2 separate regions of the Danio rerio genome follow, and region 2 is linked to region 1. The links are chromatin contacts, called in public Micro-C maps. All regions are on one chromosome and are shown on one strand. Each heading gives the region's core, a stretch centred on a gene start, on an enhancer-like site or on the middle of the called end of the contact. The rest is flanking DNA. Distances are from core to core; before and after follow the strand shown. Region 1 overlaps LOC101883493 (a long non-coding RNA gene). Region 2 holds the start of samd11 (sterile alpha motif domain containing 11).

Evidence for each region. Hi-C and Micro-C count contacts between places; a contact is called where the count stands out from the background.
Region 2: a Micro-C map of caudal fin shows a contact between it and region 1, with 2.6 times the contacts expected there. The contact joins the promoter of samd11 here to the enhancer-like site in region 1. A contact is called at or near these places in 5 of 18 Hi-C or Micro-C datasets (caudal fin, embryo, fibroblasts and 2 more) and 2 of 4 datasets of contacts at active chromatin or transcription factors (caudal fin and embryo).

The regions. Positions count from the first base shown.
Region 1 is chr23:25,910,842-25,916,514 of GRCz12tu, forward strand. All of the region lies in intron 2 of LOC101883493 (a long non-coding RNA gene), which reads left to right. Among named protein-coding and RNA genes, the nearest start is that of samd11, 46 kb to the right of the region's middle. Within about 2 kb of position 3,825, at least 14 of the 62 cell types and tissues checked have an H3K27ac peak or open chromatin away from gene starts, as enhancers often do. A contact at or near this core is called in caudal fin, where this site is marked.
Region 2 is chr23:25,954,791-25,960,755 of GRCz12tu, forward strand. It overlaps samd11 (sterile alpha motif domain containing 11), which reads left to right and starts at 4,406. Exons shown (of 13, transcript XM_073938975.1): 1 at 4,406-5,533. The coding sequence starts at 5,077. LOC141380490 (a long non-coding RNA gene) reads right to left here. Exons shown (of 3, transcript XR_012398496.1): 2 at 160-512; 3 at 1-78.

The sequences.
Region 1 (5,673 bases), core at 2,575-5,074:
CAATTTATTTTGATACTTTCTTGCTGAATAAAATGATTATATATATAAAAAAACACACTAATGAGCTCTTCTGCTGCTGTAACTCATCTGCTTCAAGGTTTGATGTGGATTATTAGATGCTCTTCTGAAGACCTTGGTTGTAACGAGTGGTTACTCTCTATTAGCTTGAACTACTCTGGCCTATATCTGTAAGCATGAACTAGTCTATTTTATATCTATACTGCCAATAAACCCAGGTGGAAAATCCCAGCAAAGCGGCAGTTTCTGAAATCCTCCAATCAGCTCTTTTGGCACCAAGTACCATGACATGAACTCTTGCAGATCTTCTTGACCATGTGTAGATTCATAAAGTTTCTGCCAATGTCAATTTTGATACGCCCTTGCTGAATAAAATGAATATATTAAAAAGAAAACACTAATGAGCTCTTCTGCTGCTGTAACTCACCTGCTTCAAGGTTTGATGTGCATTAAGAGATGCTCTTCTTAAGACCTTAGTTGTAAGGAGTGGTTACTCTCTATAAGCTCAAACTACTCTAGCCTATGTTTGTTACCATGAACTAGTCTATTTTAAATCCTAGCAAAGCCACAGTTACTGAAATCCTCAGAATAGCCCTTTTGGCACCAACTACCATGACATGAACTTCAGCAGATCTTTTTGACCATGTCTAGATTCATAAAGTTTTTGCCAAAGTCAATTTCAATTTAATTTGATATGCCCTTGCTGAATAAAATGATTAATTTATATAAAAAAAAAAGAAAAAAAAAACACTTCCGAATAGATAAACAGAAACTACTGGTGCCCAAATGTTAAGTTTGAGAATTTGAAAAGCTTGATCGGAAACTTAAAAATTATATCAAAAAATATTTTGATTAAAGCCATAACAAGAACATGCAACTTAATTGGAAAACTATGTGAATGTAAGTGTCATAACAAGCAGCATTTTGTACCTCCAACACATGGGAGTCTGAGCCCATATGTCTGACTTTGACTGATCTATAATTCAGCAGTGGCAGATGTCTCTGTTAATCATTCATACATGTATGCTATGTGCCAGTCATTGCCATCATTATAGATTTCAGTCATCTACCAGGAGGGGCTCTCATCTGCCAGTGATACAAATGTTGCCTATGCTTTCTTTAAATATATTCTGAACCAATCACAATCTTTGTTTGACTCTTAAAAGCTTTGGCTTCCATCAGAACCTTTTAGTGAACAGTTCTTATAATAAGAAGACAAGATTTTATAGATGGTACTAAAAGGCCTACTAAAATTCAGTACTAATACTGCCTGAAAACGCTTAGTGGTTAGCACTGTCTCCTCACAATAAGAAGGTTGCTGGTTCAAGTCCCAACTAGGCCAGTCGGCATTTCTGTGTGCAGTCTGCATGTTTTCCCGTGTTCGTGTGGGTTTCTTCCAGGTGCTCTGCACAGTCCAAATTGAATTAACTTAATTGTCTGTTGTATATGTGTATGTAAATGAGTGAGTATGGGTGTTTCCCAATACTGGATTGCGGCTGGAAGGGCATCAGCTATGTAAAATGTATGCTTTAATAGTTGGTTGTTCATTCTGCTGTGGTGACCTCTGAAATAGAGACTAAGCTAAAGGAAAATGAATGAATGAATGAATGAATGAGTGATCTGTATCCCCTTTTCCCCTAAATCTTCTTTAATTTTGTTTTGAAAATGTAAAGTTAAGTTAGGGGCTAGGGGCAGGCATGGGCAAAAATACATTGATATGTATTTTTAAATAAAATACCAAATACGGCGATTTTAAGTGTATCAAAATAAATACAGCAGCCACAAATGTATCAACATGAAATACTATATTTTTGTACTATCCACAATACTATTAAAAGGAAATTTCCCAAAACCTCCATCAATAGCCTTATTGGACCAATCCCTTCACCATTAAACTTACTTGGTAAACTATATTTGATAACATTTTCTCTGCCATTTCGTTCACTTATAGGGGAAGTTGTGGCCTAATGGTTAGTGAGCTGGACTTTTAATCAAATGGTAACTTGTGTTTCTCTTTGAGTTTAGCATAAAGTTTGCACAAATTTCATACAGAAAGTGCTGTCTTCAAGATGACATCCTATGGTTTAAATAGATTAATGCAGATACTGAATCAGAACATGGTACTATATGCTGATTATGTTTCCATCCATTGTCTGGCCAGTACAGTTCTCATAATCTCTGTTCAATGATTATTCAACCTATGAACAATCTAAGATTTAAAAGGGTGACAGGCTGTCAGAATATGAAGTGTGTTAACATTTTTTGTTCTCTTCTATACTCAATGTAAAAGCTTGATTTCTGAAAACTTCTAAAAATTCCACAACATAAAATATGATATCTAAAAGTGACAAAAATATCTAATTTTGCAAGTAAACGCTTTGTATATGTATATTTATGGTCTTAGCGTTGCTCAGTAGCTATTTCCAATGGTTGTAGACATGCTCCTGAATATACCCTCAGCCTTTGTCTGTTACTTTTTTTAAGTATAATTTCTATCCATACTCCAAGCATTGACCTCCTTCTTAAAAATGATTCATTCCAGAGGCCTCATTTTTATGTCACCATAAACTGTAGATTCATTGCAAATAATTTTACAGTATTTTGAAACATCGAAAATACAAGACATTACAGTATTTTGATTCAAAGTATTCATCCATTTCATCAACCTTATCAAATACAAATGACAAAATACTATTTAGTATTGGAAATACATGTATCATAAATAGGGGTGACACTGTGTCGCAGTGGGTAGCACTGGGCCAGTTAACACTTCTGTGTGGAGTTTGCATGTTCTCCCCATGTTCACTCCAGTTTCCCCCACAAGCCCAAAGACATGCGCTATAAGTGTATTGGGTAAGCTAAATTGGCCATAGGGTATGTGTGTGAATGAGAGTGTATGCTTGTCCGCTGAATAAAACGTGTGCTGGATAAGTTGCAAAACATAACTAACTAACTAACTAACTAACTAACTAACTAACTAACTAACTAACTAACTAAATAACTAAATAAATATTTTAAATAAAACAAACAAACAAACAAACAAATAAAAAAACAATAAATAAATACATACATACATAAAATAAGCCCAAATGCATTTAACTTCAGAAGAAATGTTAAAATGCTTCTAGAATGCCCATGCAATATAAGTTATAAATATCTTTAAAATCTAAAGATTAGTAATTAACACAAGCAATGAGTGCTGTTTATTTAACTATTACAAAAAAAACAGATTTTATACAACAGTTAAACAAACAAGAGGTTAATGTATCAAGTTACGTCTTTTTAAAACAGTCTTGATTCAACAATCTATTCATAATGACACTCATTTGATTCATTACTGAATGATTCAGATATTTTGAACGAATCGCTTTATATCTTCCTCAGTGAGGCTGTTATGTCAACTTAAACTTGTAACTGGTGGTCTTTGCTCTTTTTTTATTTTTTGTATAGCCCAAAGCAACACACGAATGGATGTTGATCACTAGTTTTAGGACAACGTTTAGGTTTTGAGCAAAAGGCTTTGATCCACTTCATAAGTTGACTACTGTATATGACAAAATGACATGATGGTAGTTATGATCATGTTGAGCAATAAATGGTGGTAGAAGACAGGCTGAACCTGTAATGAGTTGCATTAGAAGTGTGTATTCCAGTTGGTTGTGCACCTCCGTGTGCTTTTAAACTGCTGTACCTGAGGTTGCTGGAAATGACGGGGCATGAGACATTCCTCAGCATGCAGATAATGCCGCCGCTCTTGCCGCCAGTCTGCTCCGGCACCAGCTATAAAGCAGCAGCCGCAACACGACACCTCCGCTGCGAGAGGGATTTAATATAGTTTGCCACACACACGCACACACACAGAAACCAGAGATATAAGTATATGCTGCCAGCGTCTCGCAGTAAGGGGATCTGTGCATGCCATGCCTGTACATGTTCACCCTTAGCACGTTCACCTCAAACACACACATGTGTGAAGTTCACACACACACTAGGTCACGTATCATTTAAGACAAGAGATCATTGCTACAGCATGCACATTAGCATTAAAAACTAGCCCACTGTTATTTTCATTTATTTGTTTTCATTTATTTATTTTTCATTTATTTGATTTATTTAAAAACCCTACAACATAACTGCAGTAAACGGGTATATAGAAGTATAATTGCAGTAGAATTAAGTACAATTGCAAAATTGCAATACAATGAAGTTCAACAGCATTATAAGTTGCAGTAAACTGGAGTAAAAAGAAGTAAACATCGTCTTTACTGCACTTGTACTGCTGTAGTCCAATATGCCAATGCCAAGAACTGTACTGCACTTATGTTCCAAGAGGTTTGCTCTTCAGCATCTTCCAAAAATATTTTTTTCAGGGATGTTTTTTTTTTTTTTTTTTTGGGATTTAATTAATTTTCTAATTACAATTGTAAGAGTTTATTTGCAAAAATAAAAATAAAATAAAACAACTGCAGTGAACTAAATAGTACAACAGCAGTAACCTACAAGGATAACTGTGGCAAAATTCAATAAAACTGCAAAATTAATGTAGTATAATGAGGTATACACACAGTTCAACTACAATGCAATAAAGTTCAACCGCAGTAAAATGCAGTACATCTGAAGTAACATTAAATAAACTAAGAGAGACAATATAGTGATGTTATATAATTTATTACACATAGATAAATAAGTATTAAACATGCACTTTAGGTTTATTATGTCTTGCAGTATTGTTGATGTATTGCTGTAGTTACTTATACTTCTGAAAAGTGCAATACAATATATTGTGGTAGTCCTTCAGCAGTACAACTGAAGTACTGAAACCTTATTTGGAAACCCTTGTCCACTGTAGTAAACTACTAAAAGTACTAAGAACTGAAAGTAGTTGTTGTACTGTAGTTGTGTTGCAGTAGCAGTACTGCATTATAGTAGTTGTAGTACTTCATCACTTCAGTACTATTGCAGTAGTTGTACTGTAGTAGTACTTCGGTTGTATTGTAATACTGCAATATACTCAAATAACAGTTTTTTGGTGCTAACTAAAACTTCAGTATTCCTTTAAAAACTGCAGTATTCTCTATAAGAGAACTGCTGAACAGTTATGAAATGTTACAACTTTACATAATAATTTTCTATTTTACACATTTCAAAGTGTAATTCGTTTCCATTATGGCCATTACTCTAGTCTTCATTTTTTCAGAATTCTGCAGAAATCTTTTTTAGACTGTGATTTGGTTGTCAAACCATTTTAATTATTGTCAGTGCTGAAAACACTTGACGCTTAATATTTTTTTGGGGAAGCTTTGCATTTGTTCAGGCATTTTTGCAAAATAGCATGTCCAAAAGAACAGCATTTATTTACAATCTAAATATCTTTTATAGTATTTATTGTCTCTTTTGATCAGTTGAATATGTTCTTGCTGATTATTATTATTATTAATATTATTACAACAATTCAATTTCCTGAATAATAATGTATCAGATTAATATAATAAACCAAAAAACTGCTCGTAGGACCTAATGTTTTCACTTCCTCAGTCTAAAAAAATGGGTGTTGTTGTAGTGTCATTGTGTAAATCAAAAGCTTTTCCTTTAAATTAGCACAATGCTAAGTTTTTTTGCATGCTAATTTCATTCATTCATTCATTCATTCATTCA
Region 2 (5,965 bases), core at 3,156-5,655, 45 kb after region 1:
AGCACGGTATCATGCAGTATCTAGACATTCTATTCTCTAGAATGTGTTGACTGCATTCTATTCTTCATCTCTTGTAAACTAAAAAAAAAGTGTAAAAAAAGTGCTGTTTAGTTGTTTACTTGAAAAACTTTTTAATGGGAGTTGCATTGATGACTATACCTTCAATTACTCTTGCAGCATTTTTCACTGTATTAATGCTGATGATGGGGAGAGAGAGACAGTGTTTTTTCCGATATGGGCAGGCTTCTGTATTTTTCTGCTCATGTCTGAAAGGCTGGCTCCAAGCATTAGGGGTGGGCTTTTGCTCTCTGATGGTTTTCCAGTGAGTATTTGTCAGGTCAGACTGTGCACCGCCCGGCGGTCTCCGCTCCTCTCCCCGGGTTATTTATTACCTCTCTCCCCCGCCGGCAGCGCTGTGGCTCCGGGGCCGCTGCCAACAACGGCGCGGAGGCGGGGACGACTGTAAGGGGGTTTTCTACATCCGACAGAGAGACTTTAAGTGTCGACCTATGCTGAGAGAATATAGAGAGAAAGTTATTTTCGTGTATTACTGTAGTCATACCGAGGAAAGTATTTATCAAAATAGACAGACCCAAATGAAACCCTTTAAAATCTGTTTGTTAAGAAGAAGTGAAACATGTATTTGTATTTTTTTTAAAATACAAGTAGCCTATTTTTCTATAACAGTTTTGTTCATATATCAATCCTCTAATATGTGAGTTTTAAGTTAAAAACTTTAGACCTGCTTTAAAAGTGTTACCATTCGAGATATTAAACAGTCTTTCAATAATAAGACCTCCTAAATGTTACTTTGTTACAGTCTGAAAACCTTTAGATCCAAATAATAAAATGTAAACAATTTGATTACAGACAATGCAGAATCAAGTGCATAAACAACTAAGACCTATTGTATTATAAATAAACATGTTTAGCTCTTATTCATCTTGATTTGATCAGTTAATACATAGTTTATGCTGACACCTGTTGAATGATGTTTTATTAAATGTATTAAGTAACATGTTTTATTTCTATATTAAATTATTACTATTATATATATATATATATATATATATATATATATATATATATATATATATATATATATATATATATATATATATATATATATATATATATATATATATATATAAAACTAATGCATTTTCAAGTGGATAAACACAACTCATGTTTTTTATAGACTGATATACTTTTATCTCTCTTATTTATCTCAATAGACAAGTGCCAGTTATTACAAGATTTATATTAACACCTGTTGAAGTAGATGAAAATATATATCATAAGTTCAAAGCCTGTCACAACCATTATTTTATTTCATTTTAGACCAACATTGTAATAAAAAGTGGATAAACACAAGATCATAGTCTAACTCTTGTAGCGAGAATATTGACAAAGCCTGTTATAGGTTATAAAAACCAAACAAAAAAGCATGTATAGCATTTACTCCAAAACAAGATCTATTAAATGTTCAAAGAGAAATAAGGCAAACAAATTGGGAATCTATTACTGAAAATTAATCATGTGAAGAGGGTTATCGGGATTTATTGTCTATCCTAAATAACATATTAATAAAATATGAAGAGCTTGGATGCAAAAACCTCAGTTATAGATACATTAGTAGTAGTAGTTGCAATTTTTTTTAGCATTATTATAATTGTTTAATGCATATTAATATGTTTTCATAAACTAGGACAAAGTTTTTTTTTCACATTTGCTTTTCCTCAGTAATTTTAACTTAAGTTTGTCTGTATATTATTGAGCATGCGAGGGGTGACCCAAACCTCATATAATAAAACAACAGAGTAGTTGCTTCAGCATGCTTGTTGTGAAATGTGAAACCGTTGCAGTGAGTGGGTGGCTTTCATTTTGATGAGCACGAGGAGGATGCCACAGGTCTTGTTCTTCTGCTGATAATGTGGGGGCTGAAAGTTCAGGGGAAGCCGTCCTGAACCCAAACTGTGGGCTGAATGTTACATTGTCATCTGTAGATTTAGGGGAACCCCTCCTTCATAAACTGAGTCACCAGCGGTTTTAATGCAGAATGGAGTGGGGGTGAGGGGGCAGGGTATCCCCGCGGGGGATCCTCACACTGTAGCTTACAGGGATCTCCTGAGCTCTCAGAGAAACTCTGACCTTTACATTGTTTCCAGTTTTCATCTTATTTATGTTTGTGGGGGCGATTTTGGATTTCTACATTTAAATGGTGCATTGGAAATCTCTGATCGAAGTCAAAAGAATGTCTGAGGCACAATTTGTGATTTATTCATTTGTTTCCAAAGCTTTCACTAATCCAGTAAGATTTACTTGATTTCACAAAGCAAAATTAATTGACATATTATGAACAATAATAATGAACTTTTCCTTAAAAATATTTAGGTAGTTCAAACAAAATGTGAAACTTAAATTTTAAAATAAAATGTAATAATTTTACTTCTTTCTAACCATCTCAAAACCATTATCTGTTTACACACATCTGAACTGTCCAGTGGTATTCAACAGTACAGAGAAAATTCTTAAAATGTTAATAAATTAATTTTAATCTACCAAAGAATTCAGTGGCAGCTTAATGTTGTAGTTTTTGTTGTTGCAGTTGTTGTTGCATTCACTTAAAATAATAAAACAGTGACTTACAGCAGTCATTTTTACTACCAGTTGTACTGAAGAACTGAAAACCTGTTTATGATTTGTATGTGGTGTCATGTTGTGAACCAAATGAAATTAGAGTTGATTAAAACTTGTTTAATTAAAAACTTGCTTGACAATAATATATAATGTGCTGGTATATTATTATATTATATTATATTCAATTCAATTCAATTCAGCTTTATTTGTATAGCGCTTTTACAATGTAGATTGTGTCAAAGCAGCTTTACATAAATGGTCATAGTAACTGGAACAGTGTGGTTCAGTAACTGGAACAGTGTGGTTCAGGTTTTAGTGTTTAAGTTCAGTTCAGTTCAGTTTAGCTCAGTTCAGTGTGATTTAATCATTACTGAGAGTTCAAACACTGAAGAGCAAATTCATCGATGCGTAGCTCTACCAATCCTGAACCATGCGAGGCAGTGGCGACAGCGGAGAGGGAAAAAAAACTTCACCTGATGGGAGTGAAGAAAAAAAACCTTGAGAGAACCAGACTCAGTTGGGCACGACCATTTTAATTTCTCCGCTGGCCAAAAGTCTTGTGCAGAACTTCATTCGCCGTGGTTTATGCTGGAAGATACTATGAAGAAAAAGGTGCTGCTTACTATTTTTATGTAAACTGTAATATAATACAATTATAATACCTAATAATGGTGCCAAAGTACCATTTAAAAATTAAAAAGAAAAGGGAAGTTGTTTTTTTCTTCAAAGTTTATAAAGTTGCAAATTATTGTATTTCAAATAAAGGCTTGTATTCATTAAAGTACAATGAAAATTAAAATGTATTTAGCAGAACAATGATAATAATAATAATAATAATAATAATAATAATAAATAAATAATAATAATAATAATAATAATAATAATAATAATAATAATATTTCCCATTGTTGGGTTGCAGATGGAAGGGCATCCGCTGCGTAAAACATATGCTGGATAAGTTGGCGGTTCATTCTGCTGTGGCAACCCCTGATTATTATTGGGACTAAACAAAAAAATAAATAAATAAATAAAATTAATAAATGAATTAATAATAATAATAATCACCATCATCATCATAATAATAAATTGCAGCCTTGGGGAGCAGAAGAGATCTCTTTCAAAACGTAAAAAATATTAATTTAAAAAATATATGTGGCTTTATTTTCATTAAATACAGAACGGTTTATAGCCACATTTTCTATCTTTAAGTATTTGTGCTGTGAAGTTCTTACAATTATTATATAATATCTATTATTATACACAGGGTTAAGATTATATCAGATTAAAGTATTAAAATCGCCTTTCCAGCAACTGTCACCATAAAAATATGGGCTAACAAGTCAGCAAGAGAAGCATGAATTGATACACTAATATAATGTGATCTACTCCACATGTCTGACAAGAATAAAATAAGAAATGTATCAAAATGTTTTGTCTTTTTTATAAATAATGTATAATGCACTGTTTACAGGTCAGGACTGCATGTTAGATAACTTACAGTGACCTTTATCTGCATAGAGTAGCTTGTACAATTAGTCAACCAATCGTTTTTTATTTTTTTAAACAAGAAAGAATCAAGTAACCAAACAAATGTAACCACATAGTTGTGTAAGAATGGAAAAATAAAACCTAAATGAAATTATTTCTCTGAACTTTCTGCAGTGACTGGAAACAGTGACGCGGGCTCGTCCGTCGCGGACCCCCTTCAGTGGGCTCGCGCTCGCGCTGCCTCCGCTGTTTAAATGGGCCAAGTTTGAGAAGCGGCGGAGAGTGCAAATCTTGTTTGGTCTGGGTCTGTGAACTAAAGCGTGACTTCAGCGACGTATTAGGGGTTAAAAAACGAAGGGGAGAGAAAAAAATCCAAAGTCCCATTAGCGCCAGGCATCATTTGCAATCGAAAAGGCGCACATAGATAGCATAATTGTCTCTATCTTCGTCAGATATGAAAATGCTCCAAGATAGTCTGTTTCACTACCTACCCACTGTGCATATACTACTGAACATTTACGTGATCTACACTACACAAACACGGGCTTTTATGTGTTAAAGCCCTAGCTGCGTTGTGCCTGGACATAAATAAACTCGGAGTGGATGCAGGATATAAGCGTAGCGGAGTTGCCATAGCGATTATTTTAAAGGAAACGCGGGATAAACAATCATTAAAGCACGCTCAGCAGCGCTAATATCTGGCGGAGATGTCAGGCATTAGTCCGATTAGATGTGGTGGGCAGGAGCGCGGGGAGACCCGTCATGCGAGCAGAGCACTGAGGAGAAGAGTGAAGTGGTGAATGGCTGAACTTAAGCGCTCTGCTGTCAGGCAGCGACGCGGGAGTCGTGCGTAAACACACCGGTGCGCCTGGAACTCCGCGAACAGGGACACAAGTTGGGACGCATGAACTGCTAATCACTCGTTGCCGGCGCTCCGCTTCGGGTAACATGCCTGCCATCAAAAAGGAGAGACTGGATGGAGAAGACATGGCATTAGCCGCCTTCAACCAGCCTGAATACCTGGCCCCTTTAAATGCCACCGCTATCCCCGTGGTGACCCCTCATCCGCCGCCGTACGATCACATTTTCGCCCATCACCAGCGCGCGTACTTGGGCTTTCGCGACACCGCGCTGCATCAGCAGCACCTTCACCACCACCCGGACGACTTCATGCTGGAGAGCTTCTCGTCTATCCCGGACTTTCAGCCGTTTTTCGACAACGGGGAGCCTTGTATCGAAGTGGAATGCGGGGAAAACAAAGCACTACTGTACATTAACAAACTGTGCCAGGGCAGCAAAGGGCCCTCCATCAAATACCGGACTGAGTGGCTCACCCCAAACGAGTTCCAGTTTGTCAGTGGAAGAGAGACAGCCAAAGACTGGAAACGCAGTATCAGGCACAAGGGTAAGTCAGTTGCCGGGTGCACACGCATGGATGTTACTTTTGAAACGGGGGTTAATTGAGCTTTAGTCCTCTTCTTGGGTTAACAGAAGAGCTTTTTTCTGGATAGAAATGTGGGTTACTCAACTGCTGTAACTTTAGTGCGTTGGGAACTAGAGCTCATTCTGCTTGGAGTCGAACGACTTTGGATTCTCACTGCTGGAACAAAAAGGTGAACAATAGTTTTGACGCACGTGGATTTTGTATGTGTTAAATAAAATCAATGTTTTGAATAGCATGTTAAATCTTTTGAGGATAAATTAGACGCGTAAAGCTGGTTTTGTAATGAAGTAGAGTAGATCAGGTTTATGTCACCGTGGCACATTATCAAACAGTTGTGGATTAAGCTTTTGTTTACTAAAATTTCAACCGCATTCACTGTTATCAAGTCTGAAA